Regions from separate parts of the Mus musculus genome. Here region 1 is linked to region 2. A link is a contact called in public Hi-C data. All regions are on one chromosome and are shown on one strand. The core of a region is the stretch at or near the end of the contact, and the rest is flanking DNA. Distances in the headings are between cores, read along the strand shown.

Region 1 (6,008 bases), core at 1,059-3,558, 46 kb before region 2:
TACTAACACATACATACATACATAAATACATACATACATACAAACACATAGAACAATTCAAGTACACACAAACATGTTCCTTACTTAATCCTCTATATTTAGTTTTCCAATACATAGAACTAAATTCGAAGTTCAGTGGTTACAAAAGCTCATGTAACTATATCTAGATAGAGTTTAGTATCTAGATGGGTAGATGAATTTCCTGGCACCAGGTACACCTTGAAGCAGTTTGACAACGGAAACAAGAATGGCTCCTAGGGTTTTGTAAGACTCAATGAGGACCATCTTCAGCGCTCCCTGCCTGAGCTCTCTACTGTGTCAGACTGATTAGGACTGGTTAGAAAACTGTCACTTTGTCTTCCTTTTTGGTGCTTCTTATAAGTCTAGCTCAGTTCCTGACCCGATAGTCACAGTCACTGCTGGACTCTCGCTGCCTTACTCTACTGCCTGTGCCTTATGATCCTCACTGAGCTGTTGCTTGAATGCTCTGTCTCTTAATGGACAACTCTGCAAGGTTAAAGAACAACAGAAGTCTGACTCTTTCATGATGGGATCCCTGTACAGCAGAGGCACTTTTGCCAGTTTGGGTCACTTTACTCTGAACAGGCTGTGGAAGAGGGGGACTGCTCATATTTGTCTCAGTTTCCACGCAAGTGTTTTCACTATTCCTTGGGTGAAGCAGAAATGAGCCTAGTTTCTTTGCGTTTTCTGTGTGTTTATCCCACAGATGCAAGGAGAAAGACCGCTGACCCGAATCATGGCCAAATTAATGAAAGCAGGTTTTACTCGTGTACCTGGGTCATCCATAGGATGGGGTTCAAAAGCTCAACACTGGACATGGGAAAGATGTCACTTTTTACAACTCAGGAGTATGGAGTTGCCAAATGAAGGATTGGCAGGCAAATAGGTGAGGTTATAGAAGCAGACCAGAAACATAACAAGTAGAACATAACATAACAGCCTTGAGACACAAAGGCATGGCTACAAAATGGTCATAACAAAGGCATGGTGTGGTTGCCACTTCTTGGCAATACAGAACCATTGGTAGTTAAGGTGTCAGGTAGAGCATATTTCCAGTCCTTAAGAAAAATACGTAATCAAAAACAGGAATGAGCCTGGTTTATCTTTACTATAAGATGGTTCCTTTCATTTTTAAATTGCAACTGGATTCTTCTGTCTCATACAATACATTCTGACCACAGCTCCCTGCCCCCCCCCCAGTCTTCCCCCACCTCCTCTCCCTTCCAGATTTAATCCCTCTTCCATTTCTTTCAGAAAAGAGCAGATCTTTAATATCACAACCAAACACAACAAAACAGGATATGATAAGACAAGGCAAAAACCCTCATATCAGGGATGGACAAGGCAATCCAACGGGAGGAAAAAAGTCCCAAGAACAGGCAAAAGAGTCAGAGACACAACGGTTCTCATTGGTAGAAGTCTCATAAGAACATCAATCTAACAGCTGTAACGTATGCAGAGGATCTGGTGCTGGCACTTTCAATTGAGTGGGTGCTTTATAGTATAAAAATATAAAATCCAACGCAACAGTAAGAAAGTTAGACTATTTTCAAGACAGAGAGAACGCCAAAGCTATGAATAATACATAAGTACATCATTAAAAAGGTGAATGTTTGTTATCAGAGTTCAGACAAAAGGAAGTCTGACATAAAAGTGAGCATAGGAAGTCAGGTTTTAATTGGGTCTTAAAGTAAATTTCAATAAGTATAAACTCAGTGACGCTTCTGATCCTCATTCGTTTCTTCCAGGGTTGACCTAAGAAGTACGCTTCACAGAGTTCCAGCTTTGGTGTTAGACACTCTTAGAGTTGCCTCTCACCCCCATTGTCAACTGCTTCCCTGGAGGGTTAAGAACCTCCTTTGTTATATAACAGTCCAGTTCCAAGCACATAATGGATGCTTTCAATAGTTACACATTTATATTATTGCAATGCAAGAACTAACCATGAGCCATAGTAAAGATAGACACCAACAGGCATTATTAAAATAACAACATATTTCAGTCCTGAATAAGCATGCAAGCTAAAATCAAGAAGAGGAAGCTGGATAAACACTGACGGCGGTTTGAGTCAGGATAGACCAGAACATAAACAGACATTCTCAATCTATTTGCTCATTTTGACTTGTTTGGTTTTGGTAACTTAAAGACATGCTCTCTTCTGAAGGAAATAGAGGCAGATTTGGATCTAGAAGAGAGGGGAGGTGGGTGGAGGGACAGGAATCTGTGGTCAGAATGTATTATATGAGAGAGAAGAATCCAGTTTCAATTTAAGAAATGAAAGGAAAGCCATTTTACAGAAAAAAAAATAAACCAGGCTCGATCCTAAAGGTCATGATAAAATGGCAGGGCTGCTCATGAAGCGGCTTATAAAGACACCGCAGATGGATAGCTTCATCATAATGGTAATTTAATAAGATGTTAAGATACTATGCATGCACCCATATCAGGCTTTTTATACACACACCATGTATTTCATCTTTACTCATCTGTAGATGACAGATATTTTTGTATTTACCTTACTGAGAGCCTTAGAAGACCCAGTCATGAGTTCAAACTCACATGATCAGTAAGGACCAATGGCAGGATTTGTCTCCAAGTCTGCCCAGCACTACCCCAGATTCCTAATCACAGAATAAATCATATTTACTATTGGAGTGGAAAAGCACATTGTGTTGGCCTGAATCATATCCAGCCTACAATTCCTAGAATATCTTAGTCCTCACCAACTGAAATGTAACTGATTGAAACTTTGAACATGTACTTTGCACTAGACTGAAAGGGACACTGGCCACTGACAACTCTGAGAGAACCAAGACTGGTCACTTCTTCCCCAACTAAATCTTTGTATTTTCATTGGTGATTTACTGCCATGGGCACAATAATTACTGTCTCCAGGTATCAGCAAATGATAAAGGTTCCTGAGATTATATTTATGTAAATGACAATATATGAAAAAAAAACTGTACCTTCCTCTTTCAAAGGCTCATCCCTATATAAAAGCAGGAACTTGGAGGAGTGCTAAGGAAGGGGTCTGTATGTCTTGATTTGACTGATGGTACAGTTTCAGATGTCCTCAGTGAACAAGTCAAAGCTGGATTGGAGACACTAAAATCACAATTGCTGGCTTGAATGCCCACTAGAAAGCATCATCTCGGGGAGGGGGGTCCTCTTATGAGTTTGAGGGGCACTGGCTAATTTGATGAGACAACAGCTACTTAGCTTCAGTAGGTTCCTGACTATTTGGGGAGTCAGCTTATGACAGGAGAAATATAAATGCTTATACAGGTTTTCATAGGGCAGTCCCAGTGTTAAAATGTCAGTGCAGTTAAAAAGACAGAAGGAAGAAGAGTGAAATGAAGCTACTGAGCAGAACCCCAACTGTAAGCCCAGATGTCCTGCGAGGCCTCCGATCTGTGCTACCGAATAGGGATCTTTCCTTTTCCCTCCTGTGACACTACTGTTCCGTTTCCCTGCAAGCTTCTATTGGATAAAACACAGGCTGCTGGAAAAGAAGTTTTAGTTCTGAAGAGCTAAGTTGAGACTGTATTTGTAGAGTTCATATTCCTGTATGTTTCCACTTCTCCTGGGCTGTCACGAGCTCTTGAAAGGGAGATAAAAATTCAGGCAAAGTTTAGAAAACTTTAAGTTAAGGTTAATTAGTCAAGATGTAGGATAAATGGTAAGGGATTAGATCCGTACTCAAAACTAAGCTGGCTTAATTTTGTATAAAATACTGTGAGTAGCGTCTCCTTGCTGGCTTCTGACGGCCTGGTGTGCTTGTTCTGATAAGAGTTCTAAGTCACCACATGTTGTCTGGCATCTAAAGCAGCTTCTAATCAGGCTTTCAGAATAATTTTTTACAAAACAAGTGAAATTTAAACCATAGATAACCTAGAGTAAACAGAGTATTTATAGCTTGGTGACAAGACAACACCCTTTCCTTAGACAACACAGTTACTTTTTTAGTGTTGTCTAAAAGGCAGCAAGATGTTTGTTAATTTACAGTAATGTAAGAGTCTAAAATTGAAATTAAACCCAAAGGGGAAAATCTGAGTAAGAAAATTCATCCTTAGCTATAAAGGAAGATTGTTTTTATACTGTCACTGAAATGTGGTAGAGACTACATTTCCAAATTTATGAGTAGCAACTGTCAGCGTCTGAGTTCCCATGTGGAAAGACAATTGGCATGCTCTGAAGGTCTGCACGTTGTCCTCACGTGGGGAAAAGCAGGCAATGTAATGGCTGAAGGTCCTCAAGGCAGTGACCAGGGCTGAGTAGGTCACATAACCATCAAAAGAATACTGCACCTCCAACTAGCATTTCACATTCAAATATGCTCAAACAAACAAACAAACAACAACCAAGCCCACTTCAACTGAATATAAATACGTGGGGACTCTATTGGGTCAGTGGTGTGATCCCTCGTTTTTGTTTGTTTGTTTGTTAGTTTTGTTTTTTTAATTTTTTATTGGGTAATTTATTTATTTACATTTCAAATGTTACCCCTTTTCCTGGTTTTCCCTCAGCATCTCTGGTTTTCCTATCCTATCCTGTCCCCCCTCCCCCAGTTTCTATCAATTGTTTGTAATCTATCAGCTTCACAAAAAGAAAGGAGCATGGTAGACAGAGAGTCAAGTAGGGTTGTGGCGAGAACAACTCTAAGCAAATCTATACATGTTCGAAGAAGGCAGTTTTCAATCTTACAGGTATATAGGATGGTGATATTTGAGAAGTGTGGGTCATCCAAGGCTGGCCCCCAGTAAACAGGTCCAGAACTTGGAGTTAGAGAAGGCAGCATGCGTGACAGAGAGCTCAACTTTACAGGTAAAAGGTGAGAAAGAACTCCACACACCTAGAATGGTTTGCACCCATTTTCATAGCTAGGCAGCTTTTTCCCTATGCCATATGGTAGAAGCAAATCCTTATAGGACCTCAATAATGCCATTTTGTGTATGATCAGGTGATAAAAAAAGATCCAAAAAAGCACCCCTCCTCAGGCAGTGGGGTTAAATGGCTAGATAATTTTAATACCCCAGTGACACTCTATCTTGGCTCTAGAATGTCTAAGCAGTTTAAATAAATTGCGTATCTAAATGTTCTATTTCCTTCCTTCCTGATGGTTGGAATGTGCCTCAAGACAGTCCCTCAGTCACTCACCCCGTGGTCTGGGCTTTCCTTCATGGCTAATGTCATGTCGAATCTAGTGTAAGCACAAGATTGGTGGGACATTTTAAGGGCCAGGATGGTTTGTTCATTTTATATAGACAAGAGAACCCTAATGGCAGGGGCTGCTTTGTTATGCTTATAAATTAGATTGAGTACAAGGTGCAATCAATCCCACACCGCTCCATAAATCACGAGGACCTGAAGGATAGTGCTCAACCAAATCTCAAAGCCAAGAGCAAAGTAACAAGTTTAGGAGGCAGGAGCGTGACAGCTCTGATTCCTCTGCAAATGCCTAAATGAGGTCTGCATTCAGTTTCCTGAAATCCAGGACAGAGATCGGATAAACAAATCATTAATATATTATTTTTAGTCATAAATTACTATTTTAACATCAATTAAGCTTATCGTTGACTTAATACACAAAGGGAGGGTTAAGATCAGTGGTGAATGGAAAAGGACCCACACACTTAATCAGATAAGAACAACAGCAGTTTCATCTGTTGTAAAAATCATCCTCCATTAACTTGTATGTATGTGTCTAGCAAGGGGCACACAGGGGAGGTGTCAAACTATGCAGAGAGAGCTTGAAATCAGGTGAGATCCCACAATTATAAATATGTTTTAAAAAGAAAAAATATTTTATGTGGTATTTACAATCACAAGAAGACCTTCTAGAAGTTAAAATAAATGATATTTCTTAGTTCCCGGGATATTTACAATCATTGCTCATACATGACCCCAGTAAGAGCATAAAGTGTTGAGGAGGTGCTGGCATTAGGGTCAGCATGAATGGACAGTTTGAGCCCTGGTACCCCAGGATT
Region 2 (5,997 bases), core at 1,038-3,537:
TTAAACGAGATTGGAAACTGTCAACATTGAAGTGGTCATTTGGATGCTGCTGTCTGAAAGATCATATTAGAGCTACGCTGGGGAGCCGAGAAGGCCTGGCAAGGACATCAAGACCATGTGGCCTTCCTTTAGAGTATTAGGCTGTCTGCCTTAGAGTCCCTCTCTCTATTTTGCATCATGAAATAAGTAAACTGCGGGATTCTAGATCAGACACAGCTGTGGAGTACCCCATGACAGAGGGTCAAAAATTAGCAAAAAGAGAGTACACAGGAAAGACTTTTCTCCTTTCGGTGTTCTTTATCAGCTCTGCTCTGCAATGAGTTTGGAAATAAAATTCTCTGTCTTGTTTCATGTCACTTAAACGTGCCTAGCTATTCAACATGCACAAAGGCAGAATGATCTGGAATAACTCATTTGTAATCAAGTCCCTTAAGATTTGGTCTGAATAGTCCAGAGTCTGAGCACCGTTGTTTTGCAAAACAGGTCTGAAATCATCAGTTTGTATATTTCACTTGCTGCTTTGTCTACATCCCTCCCAAACTGTCTTAATTTATCCTTCATTTCACACATACTCCAAAAAACATCTGACATTAACAGTATCTGCAAAAACACTTATTACAAATAATTCGGTTTTCAATCACATGAAATATTTTAAACCTTAATGGTCTTATCCGTACTTCAGATGCTTGCCTGAACATTCATTTTTTTTTTTTTTTTTGCTAGTGTGTGGGTTCTATCACCTCTATTCATGTGCTGTTCTTTTTATAATACAATGAAATCAGCAATAACATATCAACAAAAATTATCTGAAGAATACAGCTCAGGAGGCAAAGTCTCAGCAGCACAATATTGAAGACCGATTTAAATACTGCTCTCCATAGTGAGGAAATACAACAAATTGAAACTCTAATCAGAATATCAACGCAAGTATATATTACCAAGATCTTCTGACATGCTAACAATAAAAAGTATTGGATACCATGTCCTTAATCTCTATTTTTCTGTAATCATTTCAACAGTCAACAAGTAGCTAGCTTCAGTGTGGACAATTGAAGAGAACTTAAATGCATCGTGACATGAGTGTATCAGCCTGCTGAATAATTTCCTTTAAAACTGACTATGTCAAAAAATATGTATAAATGTCTTTCAATAGAGCACAATAAAAGAAAAAAGATTGTTGCCACTTATCAATCCTGTAACCATTTTTAATAACCCCCAATATTTGCATTGTGGGGTGCACTTCCTTATCCACCAGCACGATAAAATACTGTGAGAGACAAGGGGATAATATCTTGCGCTTTTATTAAATTTTTACAAAACTCTCCAGTTATATTTGTTTAGCTATTTGTCTCAGATTAGCAACATTTTGATGATATCTCTAGCTACATTAGAATGCACGGAGACATTGGCACAATGTCAGTGGCTAAGCAAAGCTCTTGCTGGTTTGCAGTGAACAAATTCTTTTCATTTCAAAGGTTTATTATTTCAGAACACTTAAAAATACAGTTACCTTAAACAACAAAAGGATGTCTCAAGTGAGCCCTCTTCCCAGAAACAACAGCCAGTGAAATCAGGTGAAACGTTTGTTTTCAACATAAATGTCTTTTTATGAATTAGAAAGTTGGCCTGATGTTATCCAGTTCAACACAGAAATGTTAGGGGAAATGCTCAGTTGTGACGAAGCTTATCATTTTATGTGATACAATTTTCTTGCTTCTTAGTGGCTGTTTTATCCAGTTATGTTTGAGAACCTTCTTATAGCTCTTTACATATTGCCTGAGAGGGAGTATTTTTCTCACTGAAATTTAAGAGGCCCTCTCCTATTGTTATTTATAGTGGCTTTTTTTTTTCTCTCGTTATGTGTATTTCTGATAATTCGAGTTTTAAAGTAGCTATCAGTTAAGGGCACATGGTCTCATGTATTTTACGAACAATTACTTTTAAAAGCACTTTCAATCTAAAACTTTTCTATACTCAGTCTTTAACATTTTAGTCTAAAATCATGAAAAGATACTAGTATAATATTTCCATAAAGGAAGTATGAATTTGACAGTTGCAGTTATGAGACAGAATACACCTTTCTGCACTGAAAGAAACAAGCTGATATTTGGCTCATAGGTAAGAGCCTTCCAATCTGTAGAAATGATTATGCATTTGTGCCAGCAATACTTTCAAGTAGTTAACCCACAGTACAAATGTAAAGTTACATACCTTTTCTCCATGGTGACTTGCTATTAAAACTGCCATCAACTCCTTTTACTGACTCTTACAACAAAACGGAAAGGAGTAAGGTCACGTGTCCTAAGGGGAGGCCTGTGTTCGTTGCTGCTTAATTTCAGTACTTAAGAAAAAAAAAAAAAAGGCGGGGGCAAAGGGTGAGCAGAGACTTTAAAAAACAACCCACTTCCTGGGTACATGTAGTTAACCACATTATTCCCCTTAGAGTTTGCCTTGCACAGTCAGTCAATAATATCATTATTTATCAATGTTATAGTCAGTTTTCAAGTGTCGTATATTTATATGTGGTGCATCAAGTTATTCTAAAAGAGAAAATGTGATTAAAATTTTAGCCACTGGGTTGGGTTGGGTCAGGGGAGGAACTGGCTGTCAAGAAGAGTGGAAAGTTCCTCTTTCTCTGTCTTCTAGTAAGGCCTGGGTTATCTTATGTATATTCATGCTATCAAAAAAGCACTGCATATCTATTGGGAAACCAAGACCTCAGCTCTAACCCAGTACTGGTACTTGCCACACTTGTGGCTAGACATACAAGAGACTACTTGAGTTAGGTGCAGATGCACCAGAACTTTAGAGCAGGAATCCCAGAGCCAGCAGGTGCCCAGGGAGAGTTGCTCAGAATGCCTGCTATAGCATGAAACAGCATGAAGTTTCACCCTGGCACATTCTCTCTGAGTTTCCCAAGCAGATCTGAAATGCCATGAAAAATATTTGTGCAAACCACACAGCCCTTTAGTCTAACATAAAGAAAACGTCAGAATAAACTGTCCAAGGGCTGTCCTTTGGGCAAGCGCCTGTCCCTCTGATAGCAAGCTTCAGCTGATCTCAGGATCAGCCCTCATGTGTGCATCTACACTGAAAGTCTGCCCCTTAGTTACCAGGCTTAGTAAGGTTTTGAGATTTGCAAGGTATCACAAAAAGGAGATCGGTGGAAGATTTTGAGGGTGGGTTGGTGTCCTTATCCCTCTACTGGGAGTCCCGTATAACGCAGGAGGTAGCCACTCCATATCTGCTACTGTTAGGAGTCTCAGCTACAGTCACCTTCATAGACTGCCTGAGGTCTTCCCAATGCCAGATCTCTGGCATGTCAGAGTCATTCCCCCACCCCATCCCCCACCAGGCCAATTTCTCTTCACTCTCCCGGCTCTCCCTAAACCTACACACCATTCCCCATCCTCTCTCCCCTGCATTTCCCTTCCTCCACCCATCCCCAGTGACTATTTTACTTCCCCTTCTAAGTGAGATTCAAGCATCCTTCCTTGGGCCCTTTTGGTTATTTCACTTCTTTGGCTCTGTTGGATTGTAGCATGGGTATCCTTAAGGCTAATGTCCAATTATAAGTGAGTATATACCATGCATGTCAGTTTTGGTCTGGGTTACCTTACTCAGGATGTTTTGTAGTCCCATCTTTTGTCTGCAAATTTCACGATGTTCTTACTTTTAATAGCTAAGTAGTATTCCGTTGTGTAAATGAACGGCCCTTACTTACTGGCTGATTGCTATGAAGCGACTTCATGATCAAGGCAACTCTTACAAGAGAAAGAATTTAACTGAGGGGTTGCTTAAAGTTTCAGAGGTTCAGTCCGTTATCAACATGGCAGAAAGCAGACAGGCGTGGCACAGGAGCAGAGTCATTTCCTTCCAAATGTGTGAGAAAATAGATCACAGTATCTTCTCATCAGATTAATTGGATGAGAGCTCTGTGGAACACAGAGTTGGGGACTGCTTTCCAATCTCACTCATTCAATTCGCTGTCTAATGTCCTTCCTAAATGGACCTCCTTAGATATATGGGTCCACGGGTACTTTGCTGAGTGTTCACTCTTGGTGTCTGCAAGGAAGTAGGAAGAATGATGATCGACTGGAGGAAAGCTGAATCCAGGCACCAATTTTGCTGCTGCTGCTTAGCCTTGGCCAAGCCATTTACTTTCCTGAAAACTCAGTGAGTTATCCACATAATGGAGCACAGAGATATAAAAATTCTGCTGTAGGGAGCAAAATAAGTAGGTTTAACTAATCTGCACATCTCTAAAAACTATAAGTTTCTTAGTTACTGGCTGATTTCTATGACGCAACTTCATGACCAAGGCAACCCTTACAAGAGAAAGAATTTAAGTGAGAGCTTGCTTAAAGTTTCAGAGGTTCAGTCCTTTATCAACATGGTAGGAAGTAGACAGGCATGGGAAAGGAGCAGTAGCTGAGAGGTTTATATTCTCAATCACAATGACCAGTAGCAAGAAGTAAGAAGCAAAGAGGGGGGGGAGAGAGAGAGAGAGAGAGAGAGAGAGAAAAGAAGAAGAAGAAGAAGAAGAAGAAGAAGAAGAAGAAGAAGAAGAAGAAGAAGAAGAAGAAGAAGAAGAAGAAGAAGAAGAAGAAAGGAGAGGAGAAGAGAGGAGAGCAGAGTAGAGAAAAGGAGAACAGAGGAGAGGAGAGGAGAGGAGAGGAGAGGAGAGGAGAGGAGAGGAGAGGAGAGGAGAGGAGAGGAGAGGAGAGGAGAGGAGAGGAGAGGAGAGGAGAGGAGAGGAGAGGAGAGGCAAACAAAGCCACACCTCCTAATCTTTCTCAAACAGTTTTACCAACTGTCTTAGACAGGTTTTTTTTTTATTTTTAAATTTTTAATTTTTATTTTTTAAATTAGGTATTTTCTTCATTTACATTTCAAATGCTATCCCAAAAGTCCCCCAGACCCTCCATCCCCCATTCCTCTACCCACCTACTCCCACTTCTTGGCCCCGGCGCTCCCTCTTACTGAGGCATATAAAGTTTGCAAGACCAAGGGGCCTCTCTTCCCAATGATGGCCGACTAGGCCATCTTCTGATACATATGCAGCTAGAGACACGAGTTCCGGGGGTACTTGTTAGTCAGGGTTTTTATTCCTGGACAAAACATCATGACCAAGAAGCAAGTTGGGGAGGAAAGGGTTTATTCGGCTTACACTTCCACACTGCTGTTCATCACCAAAGGAAGTCAGGACTGGAAATCAAGCAGGTCAGAAAGCAGGAGCTGATGCAGAGGCCATGGAGGGATGTTCTTTACTGGCTTCCTTCCCCTGGCTTGCTCAGTCTGCTTTCTTATAGAACCAAGACTACCAGCCCAGTGATGGCACCACCCACAAGGGAACCTCCCCCCTTTATCACTAATTGAGAAAATGCCTTGCAGCTGGATCTCGAGGAGGCATCTCCTCAACCGAAGCTCCTTTCTCTGTGATAACTCCAGCCTGTGTCAAGTTGACTCAAAACCAGCCAGTACAATTGACCCCTTGTCAACTTGACACACAAACACAACACTAGTAAGCCTCATCCCTTACATTCTTATGCATCCCCAAGATCTAAATAACTTTAAAAGTCCTACAGTCTTTACATATTAAAAGTTCAATCCCTTTAAAATATCCAATATCTTTTAAAATTCAAAGTCTTTTAAAAATTCAAAGTCTCTCAACTGTAGACTCCAATAAAATATCTTCTTTCTTCAAGAGGGGAAATACATCAGTGCACAGTCACAATCAAAAGCAAAAATTAAACTCCAACTGTCCAATGTCTGGGATCCAACTCACAATTTTCTGGGCTCCGTTGTGCTTGGGTCACTTCTCCAGCCCTGTCCTTTGTAGCACATGACTTGTCTTCTAGGCTCCAACTGCCTGTACTCCACTGCTGCTGCTGTTCTTGGTGATCATCTCATAGTACTGGCATCTCCAAAACGCTGCTGTCTTCCACTGTAACTTGGCTTCAACAATAGCCTCTCATAGGCTCTTTTCATGGTGCC

The links. Hi-C and Micro-C count contacts between places; a contact is called where the count stands out from the background.
Region 1: a Hi-C map of the HPC-7 cell line shows a contact between it and region 2, with 2.1 times the contacts expected there. The contact joins the enhancer-like site here to the promoter of Arhgap15 in region 2. A contact is called at or near these places in 6 of 39 promoter capture datasets (the C10 cell line, the HPC-7 cell line, liver and 1 more), 1 of 15 datasets of contacts at CTCF or cohesin (CD8 T cells), 12 of 484 Hi-C or Micro-C datasets (CD4 T cells, the G1E-ER4 cell line, the HPC-7 cell line and 7 more), 2 of 115 datasets of contacts at active chromatin or transcription factors (bone marrow-derived macrophages and embryonic stem cells) and 2 of 9 other capture datasets (adipose tissue and liver).

Annotation. Positions count from the first base shown.
Region 1 is chr2:43,791,116-43,797,123 of GRCm38.p6, reverse strand. All of the region lies in intron 2 of Arhgap15 (Rho GTPase activating protein 15), which reads right to left. Among named protein-coding and RNA genes, the nearest start is that of Gm39804, 6.0 kb to the right of the region's middle. Within about 2 kb of position 2,308, at least 22 of the 459 cell types and tissues checked have an H3K27ac peak or open chromatin away from gene starts, as enhancers often do. A contact at or near this core is called in the G1E-ER4 cell line, the HPC-7 cell line, bone marrow-derived macrophages and 4 more, where this site is marked.
Region 2 is chr2:43,745,114-43,751,110 of GRCm38.p6, reverse strand. It overlaps Arhgap15 (Rho GTPase activating protein 15), which reads right to left and starts at 2,287. Exons shown (of 14, transcript NM_153820.3): 1 at 2,212-2,287. The coding sequence starts at 2,222. The region is part of intron 1 of Gm39804 (a long non-coding RNA gene); the gene reads left to right.